2 separate regions of the Rattus norvegicus genome follow, and region 2 is linked to region 1. A link is a contact called in public Hi-C data. All regions are on one chromosome and are shown on one strand. The core of a region is the stretch at or near the end of the contact, and the rest is flanking DNA. Distances in the headings are between cores, read along the strand shown. Region 1 holds the start of Kcnab1 (potassium voltage-gated channel subfamily A regulatory beta subunit 1). Region 2 overlaps Kcnab1 (potassium voltage-gated channel subfamily A regulatory beta subunit 1).

What was found. Hi-C and Micro-C count contacts between places; a contact is called where the count stands out from the background.
Region 2: a contact with region 1 is called in a Hi-C map of frontal cortex, with 1.9 times the contacts expected there. The contact joins the enhancer-like site here to the promoter of Kcnab1 in region 1. A contact is called at or near these places in 1 of 12 Hi-C or Micro-C datasets (frontal cortex) and 1 of 1 datasets of contacts at active chromatin or transcription factors (oligodendrocytes).

The regions. Positions count from the first base shown.
Region 1 is chr2:151,610,554-151,616,875 of GRCr8, forward strand. It overlaps Kcnab1 (potassium voltage-gated channel subfamily A regulatory beta subunit 1), which reads left to right and starts at 3,998. Exons shown (of 14, transcript NM_017303.3): 1 at 3,998-4,875. The coding sequence starts at 4,655.
Region 2 is chr2:151,701,148-151,707,469 of GRCr8, forward strand. The region is part of intron 1 of Kcnab1 (potassium voltage-gated channel subfamily A regulatory beta subunit 1); the gene reads left to right. Among named protein-coding and RNA genes, the nearest start is that of Kcnab1, 90 kb to the left of the region's middle. Within about 2 kb of position 2,949, at least 11 of the 93 cell types and tissues checked have an H3K27ac peak or open chromatin away from gene starts, as enhancers often do.

The DNA of each region.
Region 1 (6,322 bases), core at 2,748-5,247:
AAGTATGCTCTTCTAGGAAAGCTGAAGGATAGACACTTAGACATTTCTTCTCATCAGAAAAGCCATTTGTATGTCTAATCCTTGATTTATTTGCCATTGTAAAAGCTGTGCCGATGTACATATTGCATCGTGGTCATTCTCGTGGCAAGTTAAAATCGTGAGAATGTAATAAGTAATAAATTATAGGCACAGGAAGCAGCCTGCCATCTGTACATGTGCATGTTTAAAATGCTTCTGATATTAGCAGATTCTTTTTTGTGTTGGATAACTCTCAATTTTGCCTAGCTGCATGATAGACTGTTTCCTGGCTCCTGCTGGCTATGCTTTCAAATGGAATAGAAACCATAAGTTGTAAGCAAAACCAGTAAAAAAAAAATGGTCTGACTTCACTGGGAAGAAATTGACTAAACCATTTTTTTCTGGGTAATTGGGAAATTTTTTAAGTTGATATTTAGATTTTCTAAATTAAATTTATGTCTAGCACTCATGATGGCAGTATGGTTTCTTTGTAAGCTGTATTCAAAGGAGGGCTAGGGACAGAGTCATCTATAGAACAAAACACAGAGGTCTTCATAATAAAGTCACACACACACACACACACACACACACACACACACACACGCGCGCGCGCGCGCGCGCGCACCTCATCTGCAAATGCTTCAGCTGAGGGAAAGGAGTGAGAGAAAGCTGCAGGTTACTCCTAAGTTACAGGTGAAGTGTCCTGACTGAGTTTCATCTACTGGAGTGGTGCTCTCTTCACTGCTTCAGGATGTCTCTGCAGGTGCTGACTCCTGTCTTAGGGATCCTGAGCTAGCTCTTGGAAGGAAAATCAGTAAGCTTAGGAGATCAGTAGACACAAAGGGAATGACTAAATGTGTCTACAAGTCTCCAATGGAGACTCTTTATACAACATGAAAGCAGAAAGGGTGGGGAGTGGGAGAGTGGCAGGGTATTTGGAGGTAAGTGCTATCACACTATGTCACATACACTTATGATGACACTTAACTTTTTTTATATTTAATGTATGCTAGTAAAAGCAAAAGAGTAACCACATAGAACTTTGTATGATTTTATGAAGAGGAATAAAGGGATTGTATGTGAGCCTTTCTCCAGGGCATGTTTCAGCACCCCTTCCCAGAAAACAGATCTGTAAATCATTGTCTGTCTTTTGGGTTTTATGGCAGAGTTGTGCTGTGTCACTCAGGCTGGGCTGGAACTCACCACCTTCCTGTAGAACATTAATAACAGCTTGGGATGTGTGGAATATATCTAATGACATTTATCGTGACTAATAATGACCTTTAGAAGCTTGTACGTTAGTAAGCTTCAATAGTTTCTTATGAACAATATTATAGATATAAATTATATTTTCTGCCTGTATTAATTCAGCCTTACACAACAAGGTACTAGAAGTTGAATAGCTACAAGAGAAAAATATTTTCTCTTAGTTCTACAGACTGAAAGTCTGAGATCAAAGTAGTAAGCTTGGCCTCTTCTGAGGACTCTGCTCTGTGTCTTCTAATGCCTGGCCCTGGTCCTTATTATAAGGGCATATGTCATATTAAGTTAGTGCTCATACTTATGGCCTCATTATACTTATTATGTCTTTAAAGACTGTCTCCAAACACAGGCACATTCTGACACAGTGGGGAGAGACCGGAGCCTCAATTCATGAAGTTTGGGATGAGATAATCTAGCCCATAGCTGTATCTATACATGTATACATGTGTGTGTCTATGTAAATGTATTCCTATGCACGTTTGTGTGTCTATTTAAGCCTGAAATTCTCACAGTGGGAATTCCTCTGACTCCTTTTGTGTGACAGTGAAGGGACACACATTCCAAGTCTAATTTCCCCAGCCTAATTAGCATGTGGCCTGTTAGCAAACTTATTAAGAATGGGCACTGTACAGCCAACTGTGATCTAATTTCCAGGCTCCTGAAAGTGACTGCTCCCTTAATGCTGAGAAGGGTGAGGGTGTCTGGGGAAACCATGGGACTGCTCCTTGCCTGTCAGAGATGAAAGGCTCACTGTGGTCAGCAAGAAAGAGACTTGCACTGTGGGCATCCTCTGGCCCCAGATCTTTGATTCTCTATGAGGTATGTCCCAAAGGCTGGGACACTGGACTACACTCGAAAGGAGCAGAAGAAGATGTGGGGCTATCATTTACTCCTTTTCAGTACATTGGCTGAACTTCAAAGTGGATGCACAGAATCTGCTTTAGTGGTTGTTTTTAAAGAGTGGAGTTATCCAGGAAATGACATCTCCCCATCCAACCTACCTTCCTCTCTCCCTCTTTATTTCCTCACCACCTTTCAATTATTTATAGAGTGAGTACCTGCCATAGACCAAGCAAGCACTCTGTGTGATCCTGTTGGAGTCAGAAATTCTTTGCCTTGTGTGTCTTGTTCAGGTAACCGTTTCCCTGACCTAGGTTAGACTGTGTTCTTTGGCTTTTTTCTGCTAGTCCTATAACAAAGCTAAACGCCACATTAACATGTCCAGGCCTTTTAGTCCTTCCTATAAAGCAGCATTCTCAGCTGAACCCCTGCCCACCTTCCCTCCCCCACAGCCAGTTGCCAAGTTGAAATCCCTGGTTCCTGACCCCTCCTCGGTCTGAAAGAGATCACCTGACCCCATTGCTCTCAGCCTGCTGGTTTGGTTTTTTTTTTTTTTTCTTCCCCTTTCCTTTTCTAAAAGCTGTTTCTTTTGATTCCTCCCACTTCTTCCTCTTCTCATTTTGACTGCTTTCCCAATTCACGTTGATCATCTCCGGTGAGCTGGCTTAGTGTGCAAAAATAAAGGTTCCTATGTTCTCTTTCCTCTCTGCCTACTGTTTATTCCAAAGATTAAAGAAAGGTATGTCCCAGTATTCCCACCTGGATGGAAAGAAGGTACCCACTTAACCCTTCCACCCTCCCTCTCTCCCTAAACATCCTCTATTAATTAACTGATTGATTCTCTAAAGGAAAGAGTGAAAAATATGGAGGGTCAAGGATGCAATTCCATAAAGTTCGAAGATGTTAAGATTAATGTCTCCAGTGGATCTCAACACAAGCATAGAGTCCCCTTGAGGATTTCATTCCTGCAACTTTATTTACTTGGACAGGAGTGGTCAGACCACTGTTTTATTTATTAATTTATACAGGCAGGGAATGTCATCCCTGCACATGCTTCCTGAACTTCTGCTAATCAAATCAGACCCATTGTCCCTGCCACAGGGGAGTCTCATACCTCTAGGAGGTCTGCCTGAGTTTTCATGGCTTCCTCCTGAAACTCTGGACGTTGTCATGCTTCCCAGGAGCAGACTAAGAGAAACTCCCCTGAAATGTGGGTAATGGATCAAAATGAAGAATATTCTCTGGGCTCCTGAAATTCATTCCTTCGTTCTGGTGTACCCAGTGTGGGTACCACTCTTAAGAATGGTATATTTGGATCCTGCTACTTTTCTGAACCTTCTGGGCCTTAATGTTGACCTGTTTCTCCCCCATTGCACCCACCCCTGCCTGTCCCCTCCAGTGTGAAGGACCCATGCTCCCTGCAGCATTCCAGATGTCTCTGGTATTTTAAATAAATTTGCAGTAAGTTAGCAGACCCCACTGCAACTAGACTGCACTGTGGCTTTTCAGGAAACTTCTAACTTATCTGCATAAGAAATAACATGCAGAGGCGATATGAACCCTGACAGGGCTAATAGCAGAATTCCAAGCTGTGTTCCAGCAAGTCAAAAGAGTATTCACGTGTTAATCAGTAGCGTGCTGTTCTGGGAGCACCCCACTCAGCCTTCCCCCGTCTCAACTCTTGTGCTGCAGCAAGATTTGGTGGCATCTAGGCAGAGCCCCCTGACGGATCAACCCTCCCGGTACTGTTCCAGTAAGGAGTGGTCACAGTGATCTTTCCTTCCCACTGCACACAAAGGCAAGGCGCTCCTTAAAGGGACCTCCCAGCAATTCTATGCAGTCGCTAACCAAGTAAGTGCTGGCTCCGGAGACCCAGCTTTTGTCCGAGGATGAGTGGGGAGGGGTCTTGAGAAGCCTCCACCTCCGCATCCTCCGAAGTTCCGGAGGGAGGTAGTTGACAGGCAGAGTGGATGGAGACCACGGGTCCGCGGGGCCCTGCTTGCTGTTAGCTGCTTCTTGGGATGCTCCTCTCCAGTTGAGCCTCCTGCCTGTGATCCAGAGGGTGCTGGCAGCGCGTCTTGCGGTATGCCTGCGTTGCTTTGAGCCAGCGCCCAGAAACCAGCCCTCTGCATTCAGGCACCTCGGACTGGCTCCAGGCAGGGCTGTGTGCAGTCACCATGAATGCTCAGCTCTAGGCTTCTGCACCAGCCTCCTGACCACATGGATCTGGCTGTTTAATCAGCCGAGATCACAACCTGGGAAGATTGGGGACGCTGATATGCGCTCCAGCTGCTGAGACAACTTCCAGCTTGGCTGTTTACTTCTTTGGGTCCCAGGGACTCTGTCCTACACCTCAGCCTCTCCTGCCACTGTGTGTGGGTTCTGAAGTCAGCTGCTGGGACTCCTCCGAAGGCATCCAGGAAGGGGGGCAAGAGGGGTTAAAAGACAGCCGAAATCCCCTCCAACTGCTCACCCTCTGCCGACCGCCTGTGCTGTGGGGTTCTGAGAGGACCTTGCGCTGTCCGGGGAAGCAATGCAAGTCTCCATAGCCTGCACAGAGCACAATTTGAAGAGTCGAAATGGTGAGGACCGACTTCTGAGCAAGCAGAGCTCCACCGCCCCCAATGTGGTGAACGCAGCCCGGGCCAAATTCCGCACTGTCGCTATCATCGCTCGCAGCCTGGGGACCTTCACCCCTCAGCATCACATTTCTCTCAAAGAGTCCACTGCAAAGCAGACTGGCATGAAATATAGGTATGAGGTCCCTCTGCCCGGGGTTTCTGTGTTCTTTGAAGGTTCGGTCAGCCAGTTTCTTCGTGTTTGAAGTGACTTAACTCAGCGCTGGTTTGCTTAATTTAGAATTCTCAGGTGTTTGCTTTTAAATTAGCCTTTTGTAGGGGGAAGGGTGAAAAAGTCCCAGCTGCTGTGCATGCTTGTGTGCGATTTTTAAGATGTGGCCCATTTTGTATATTCTAAGTGTTATGAACACCTTAGGACCTTAATGAATTCCAGACAGCGGAGAAAACACATGGAGGAGCTTGAAACTCTTTCCTACCAGGACAGTTTGTCAAGAGCAGAAGTGTTTGTCCGGCTTGATGTGTAGATCTACGCATATGCTTTTCAGGACAGTTTCCCATCCCACACCTCACTCTTTCTTACCTTTGAGAGACCAAGGCAGCATGCTAAGCCCAGCCTTTAAGGAAGGTTTGGGGTAGCAAGAAACACCTATAATGGTAAATTACAGAGTGAGCACTGCTGTATTTAAATCTAAATTACTGCCTGAAGTGAATGAAGTGTGAGTGCGACTTAAATACAGAGGACCAGCTTTTCAATGCCCAGGGGTGTCTGCGTTCCTGTTTCCTGTATCACAAGGAAGTCTTGTTTTCATAGACAGAAATCTTCCTGTAGTAAAAACAGTTCACCATTCCATAACGCAATTCCTGCCACTTCATTGTTTGCTTGGCACCAGCACTCTGGACCTGCGCTCTGTAGTTCCCCTGCACTTCTCCTAAGTGTTTAGGGATCCAGAGAAGAGCAGGCGCTGACATCCTCCGAGATCTTTGGCTATTCTCATTTGCAGGTGGAACTGTTCACTGCTTTCTTTTATTCTTTCCCTCATTTGCTAGGGACCAGAGTTTAGGATAAGACGAACTCAGGACAATTAAAATACTGTATGTTTAAGACCTGTGCTGTCTGTGTGAAGTAAGCATTGAAACTTCTCTATAAAAGTTGCCCTTGATGAAAGTTCATCTGCGGAGTTAATGGAAGCCTTCCATGGTAACAGCGAGTCTTGTCCTTCTGATGGTGTCAAGCCACTGAGAAAGAAAACCTGTGAACAAAGTGGGAGGAAGCCAGCCATAGCAGTAGCTCTGAGCCACAACTGCAGGGTGAGGACAAACCACCAAATAAACCCCCTGACTGTGATCTTCTCCCCTGAAGTGTCAGCACTGTGAGCATTCTACTCTCCTTTCCTGATGGACTGGGGACCCCATACAATGACTTCTCCAAATGAGACAGCCCCCAGTCTCTACTGCTCTGGCAGTTTCTGTGTAGCTGCTGTGTGAGACAGAAATGGCCTTAGTCCTGTGTATGGAGGGTGCTGCTGAGCCAATAGCTAAGCTGCTGGGGGAGATGAGTTGTTGCCTCCAGGACAGAGTCCAAGAGCAAGGCACACCGGGGTCGGGTGGCTCCAATCAGGACC
Region 2 (6,322 bases), core at 1,699-4,198, 90 kb after region 1:
AGTTGGGGACTCTGGCTGAAAGGCTTTTACCCTCAGACTCTGAAGATGCCTCTGTCTCTGTTGCACTGTTTCACTGTTGATGAAAAACTGGGTCCCAGCCAGAAACTTGGGAGGATCAGGCTTGTGTAATTTTCTAAGAGATTCCTTCTCCAGTTAGCTTGCAAAATACAGAAATGTATTTGTCATACCATTGTATTGCTTCTGTGAGAAGACCTGTTGAACTTCCACTTAAAGAGTCTAGAAACTTCCATCCCTCAAATTGTTTCATGGGTTCCCATGACAACTAATTGGGGGATTTCTGAGTAACATTTGTGTTTCAAGCATTATTTTCCAGCTCATCAAACTTGTGATTTTTCTCAGCACTCACATTACCCTTGCATACTTTAAACTAGCTTATGTTTCAGGGAGATTTCCAAGGGAGACTGTTTACATGTGTGTGTTAAGGATCTCACAGGAAGAGTCCTGGAATAGCACACAGGGATGGTGGTTCGGGTCCTTGTCCTTTACTTTTTAGTTTTTTAATGCAACTATATCAGGATCATCTAGCAAAGATCAGGCAATGTTCCAGACACTGTGGAGGTAGAGGGAATAGGACACACAGAACCTCCTTGTCCTGGGTACAAACCAACAAAAACAAACACAATGATAAAATAAATGGAAGAGGCGATAATAAGAGCTCCAAGGGAGAAAGCCCCAAATGAGATTGAGATAGAAAGTTGCAAAAAGAACTTGGGGTTGGGGTGGGGATTGATGCTAATATGTCTAACTTGGGCCTAAACTGAACAATTCATCAAGGGTGGAGGAATTCAGACAACAAAGAGTACACGGGCTACAGATGGGAGAACTGCTTCTAGAGAGGAAGAAAGAGACCAGAGAAGGGGCTTCTAGAGCCATCCAGGCAAGAGCTGTGGGTTCTCCAATTAGAGCAGTGACAGGAGAGTTGAGCAGCAGTTGACATGGATGCACGGTGGAGGTGGAGCTGCCTTACCTTTGGGTAAAAACTGGGTGCGAGACATTGAGAAGCTGGCTCTGCTTGTGTTTCTAGCCTGTGTGTTTTGGGTGGTAGTGATGTCATTTGTACCTGACTCTAAGGATCATAGCAGAGGAAGGGTCTAGTCTCACAAAACCAATGAGTTGTCCTCAGACTAAACTGCACTGTTGTTGAACTGTTGTGGATGTGATTCCCCAGAAACATGGAGATAGGACTGGGCCTCCTGTGCGTGACAGGAAAGGAGCTTCCTGCCTTCCTACTCGTTATTGATGAGTCTATCCACTTGCAAATTCTCAGTCCAAACCTTAGTACTTGGAAGGAAGCTTTCCATCCAACGTTCTTCCCTGGACCAGCTAGGCCCCTGCCTATGTGTGAGGCCCCTGGAGGTGAATGGTTTCACCAACTTCTGCTGTTGGCTTACACGGAACATTACCAGTAGCAACTGATAAACTCTCCTGGTCTTTTGCTGCTCATAGCTGCTGCTTGCTTGTTTTACAGAGGAAACAGAGGCTCAAAAAGCCTTTGTGATGTGCTTTTTTCCTGTGTCCTAAATTTAACACTGTATCATGTGACATTGAATAAGATAGGTGGCAGCCAGTATATGGGAGCTATCACATTTGTCTGTCTCAGCTAACTTGTGGGCAAGAAAAAGAAACAAAGAGACATCTGGAAACTGTGTGCCTGTGATAGTTGCGCAGTGAGAACTGCACAAGAGCCACCTTCCTAGCTCTTGCCAGCACCGCACTGGAAAGACTGCCCATAAAGTATCCCATTAAAGCTATAACTCCATCAGTGCTCAACCCAAAAATCCCTGTTCAAATTCCTGTTTGCTTCCCAGGGATCTTCTAATAAAGAATATCAGAGACTCTCACTAGGCAACCCCCCGCCCAGCTTTTACTTCAAATGTTCTGTATATGCCCTGGCCTGGCACTGGGTATCCTAGAGGGGAAGCCCACAGAAGCAGGCTCTGCCCTACCCAGTGTGAAGAGCTGTGGGTGCTCAGGACTAGAACGAGATGGGGCAGAAAGAGGCAGAGAATCGGGATGTTTGCTGGGAGATTCTGTCTCACAGTAATGTCGGAAACTACACCCAGAAAGCCTCACCAACATGACCTCCTAAACATGAGCTGATCAAGGGTGATACTAGTGAGCATGCCAGAGTGGATACAGAAAATTTTATGGGACCTCAACTCTATTCAAAGAACTATAGGCAACTGAGAAAAGCTTGGAGTAGATGTGGTCTTCCCCAGGAAAAAGCATACCAATTGGATGCCCAGCCCCAAATGGTCAGACCATTACATATACAATTAATATTATACATACTGAACAGGTTATATTTATGAATAGGTATACACATATGCATATAATATCCATACAATAACAATTAGTAAATAATAAAAGAGGCCATGACTGAAAGAGAGTCAGGAGAAGTATATGAGAAGGTTTGAAGGGGGAAAGGAAAGGAAAAGTTTTATAATTAAATCATAATTGCAAAAACTTTATAAACATCTGAGGGGTTGGGGATGTAGCTCAAGAGTAGAGCGCTCACGTAACAAGCTCAAGGTCCTGAGTTCGAGGCCCAGCACCAGTCTATGAGCGATATGCACAGAGTTCATAGCAAGCTGTTGGTGAGCAAATATCAAACCTGAAAAGATAGTACAGTGAGGGAAGAACCTGTTCTGACCATTCAGAAGGAACAAAAAGAGAAAAAGAGACATGGAAAAGCCTCTGGGGCCCTTTGAGAATTCTCGTCACAGACCCAGCAATGTTTCTGTTGCCTTTTGCTACACTGATGTGACTTGTGTCCTGTCAGTCAGAGAAAGAAGTCAGCAGAGCAACAGGACAGCTCTGTGGCAGCAGAAGGAAGCTCATGCAGGTTTCCTGGGAACGGGCAGAGAGTTGGAGACTTATGAACAGACACAGGCTTGCAGTCTCTCTTGCACGCCTGGCTGAGCCAAAGTTCTTGGCAGCCACCTGATGTTAATTAAAGCTCTAGTCTAGCTCCAACTTAACGCTTCCTCACTGTGCTATTGCTCATCATCCCTGGGTCCCCTTCAATTTTAAAGCCTCATTTGGGGCCTAGATGGTAGAGCAAACCTTTGAGTCATATACAGAATGTCCCTAGCCCTTTGAAGGTAGAGGGGACTCGGGTTTTGGTTATTAGAGAAGTACCTCTCTCCCCACACCTCCCCTACTTGCCTTCCTGGCAAATGAAGGGCCCTGATGTAGCTAAGTACCTCACTGCACCAGCTGAGCTGAGCGAGACCTGCCATGTTCTTCATGCCTCTGTGTCTGAGCTCCTGTGAAACTTCAGTTCAGTGCCCCCCCCTTCCTCTAGGACAATACATCTTTCTGGAGGATTCCCATGGTGCAGGGGCAAGTTGGGGCTGAGCTACTGTTGTTCCCATTAAGCCTTGAGTCTGTCAGTTCTGTTCTTGTAACACATTTCACCAGTGGAGTATCCTTAGATTCTGGCTACCCTCATACAACTGGGTGCCGACTTGTGGTCTCTGTGCCACAGTAAGGCCATACCAGGAGGCTCTACCAGACTGAAAACCCAGGGTGAAGGCTAGAGAACAGGTGGCTGCAGTAAGAGATAGAGGAGACACTGTTGCCTGACTGTTCGCATCAGCCTCCCCTCCGCATACAGATCTGTGAGAGCACTGACCAGTTACTCCTCATCTATGGATCCTCTTAGACTCACATCAATGTCAAGCTCTCCTATTTCCCTCAGGCCTCTCCTTGCCCTGCTCTAAAGACTGCTGTCTGGAGTCTTAAATCAGAACACCAATTCTTCAAAAGTTATTATCTCCTCCCAAAGTGCTTCCTCTCCAAGTCTGCAAGTGAGCATCTGTGTATCTATTCCACATTCTCCTGATGTTCCTGGCTTCTTGGACAGAGAGGGAAATGTTCCCCAACATCAGAAGGAAAGCTCTGCACAGAGGGTACACCTTTTCTTGGAAGTAGCATCCCCTCCGCACTCCCCCCAACCAGCTGACACTCACAAAGCCCTGCTGTTTCTACCATGCTGACCTGCTTCTGCCTCAGGCATCCTCAGCAGTGGGAAGTAGGCCCCATGATCAAGGCAATGTGTAGGCTGCCAGGAGCTGATCACGGAGCTGAGCCTCCCTTCCAGAAACACACATGGCCAGCCAGGCCCAGCCACCTAACAGAATGGGCATTCTACACTCCCACGTTCAACAAAGGTTCTAGCACGTATCTGAGAGGAGAACTCTGCTAAGAGCATGTTAAGCAATTCACCAAGTATAAAATTATGTCAGAAATAGAAACATGTTGGTTAGATTTATGTCAGCTTGATTCAAGCCAGATTTATTTGAGAAGGGGAATCTCAATTGTGAAAATGACTTCATAAGATAGTGTTGTGGGTAAATCTGCTGGACAATCTTGATTAACGCTCAACCCATGGTGAGTGCTGCTGCCCCCAAGTCCTATGAAAACACAAACTGAGCAAGTGATGAAGAGCAGACCAGCAAGCAGAGTTTCTTCATGGTTTCTCTATCACTTCCTGCTTTGGGTCCTGTCTGAATGTTCTCAATGATCGAGTGAGACCTGAGAGTTTAAAGAAAAAATAAACTCTTTCTTCCACTTGGTGCCTTTGGTCATCCTGTTTTATCACATCAATAGATTCCCTAAGACAGGAAGTAAAATCATTTGAGTGACTATAAGTCTAGGACAGTTGACTTAATTCTCAGTTCTGTCAGGTAACCTGCAACTCAAGTCTCCATTTCTTTACTGGTGCCAGCCTTTCACTCTTCCTCTTTCTTGTTATTGTTTTCCTTCCTTCTTCCATTCCCAAAATCTGTTTGGGTTTCTGAATTTGCCAAGCAGCATGCTGGGCATCAGACATAGAAGGAGGCAGTAGAACCAGATCTCAGTCTCCTGATGCTTTCAGAAAAGTGAATCTGTTATCACTGGTGTTAGAAGTTGTACTAATTGTACATTGCTGTGAGACAAGTCTCTCCAAGTCTAACAGCTTAAGCTGTATTTGTTGTGGCACCATCTCTGGGGATTAGAAGTCCAAGAAGGTATTGACTGTGGCTCAGGTATCATCAGAAAGCTGCAGTCGAGATACTGACCTGAGCCGTTCCATCTCACGATTTAGCCAGGGAAGACCCATTTCCAAGCTCACTAGGATGTAGGCATGCCTTGGCTTGTCTCTGGCTCTTGGCCAGAGTTGTTCATCAGTTCCTGCTGTGCGAGCCTGTCTTTGGAGATGTGCACAACATGAAGGCTTGCTCCTGTTAAACGGAAAAGGGAGGGTCAGCAAAGAAGGAAGCCAATCCTCTGTGACACAGTCTCATGTGACACATGTCTGCTCAACTCTATCAGCTCAGAGCAAGTCACTGAGTTCAGCCATGTTCAGAGGGAAGAGATAATACAAAGGACAGTTCTGGGAAGCTTTGTTAGAGGCTTCCTACTGTGGAGTCACTGACGAACATCAACCATCACTTCCTTAATATACTAAGAATGGTGATAAACCACAGAAGGATTAGAAGGAAGATAAAAGATAGAATAAAAAGCTTACTGTTCTTCGGGTTTCTTTTGTTTGCCCAAAGGGGCATCTTTGTCTCTAAAGAAAACTGAAATAACCTTATCAATTCATTATAACCAAGAATATCTTCACCCCAAACAAAAATTAGATGAGTTCCAGGAAAATATAAAAATTGTCCCTCCTTGATTCTAGGAGAACAAAAGTATGACACTGTGTATTGTACCTAACTTGACTGGACATATTTTGTATTCAATTATCCAACCCATAAAATTTCTGACCTTATGCATTCAATAATCTATGCTCAGTTAATAGTCAGTTACAATGCCAATGAGAGAGATCAAAGGCATCCCCAACTGCTGCCTTGGTGCCATGCATTTGAATGGTACCAAGGACATGGATAGATATTCAGGATCTATCGAGTTAGATGTATAGAAACTTACATTTCAGTCTGTAGATTAATAATGTATCTTACAGATGGATTCTAAAAAGCTATTTGTTTAATATACTTAAGAGTTCATTACAACTTGTACCAGCATTTTTTAATTTCATTTCTCTATTTTATGTATTTACATTTCAAATGTTATCCCTTTTCTCCCCTCTTTCATCCCCCTCCCCCCTCTCCCTGCTTCTATTCAGATGCTCCCATTCCTACCCACCCACTCCAAACTCAATTCCTTGGCATTACCCTACATTGGGGAAATGAGTCTTCACAGGAACAAGGGCTTTTCCTCCTATTGATGCTGGACAAGGACATCCTCTACTACACATGTGGCTAGACACATGGGTCCCTCCATGTATACTCATTGGTTGTTGGTTTAG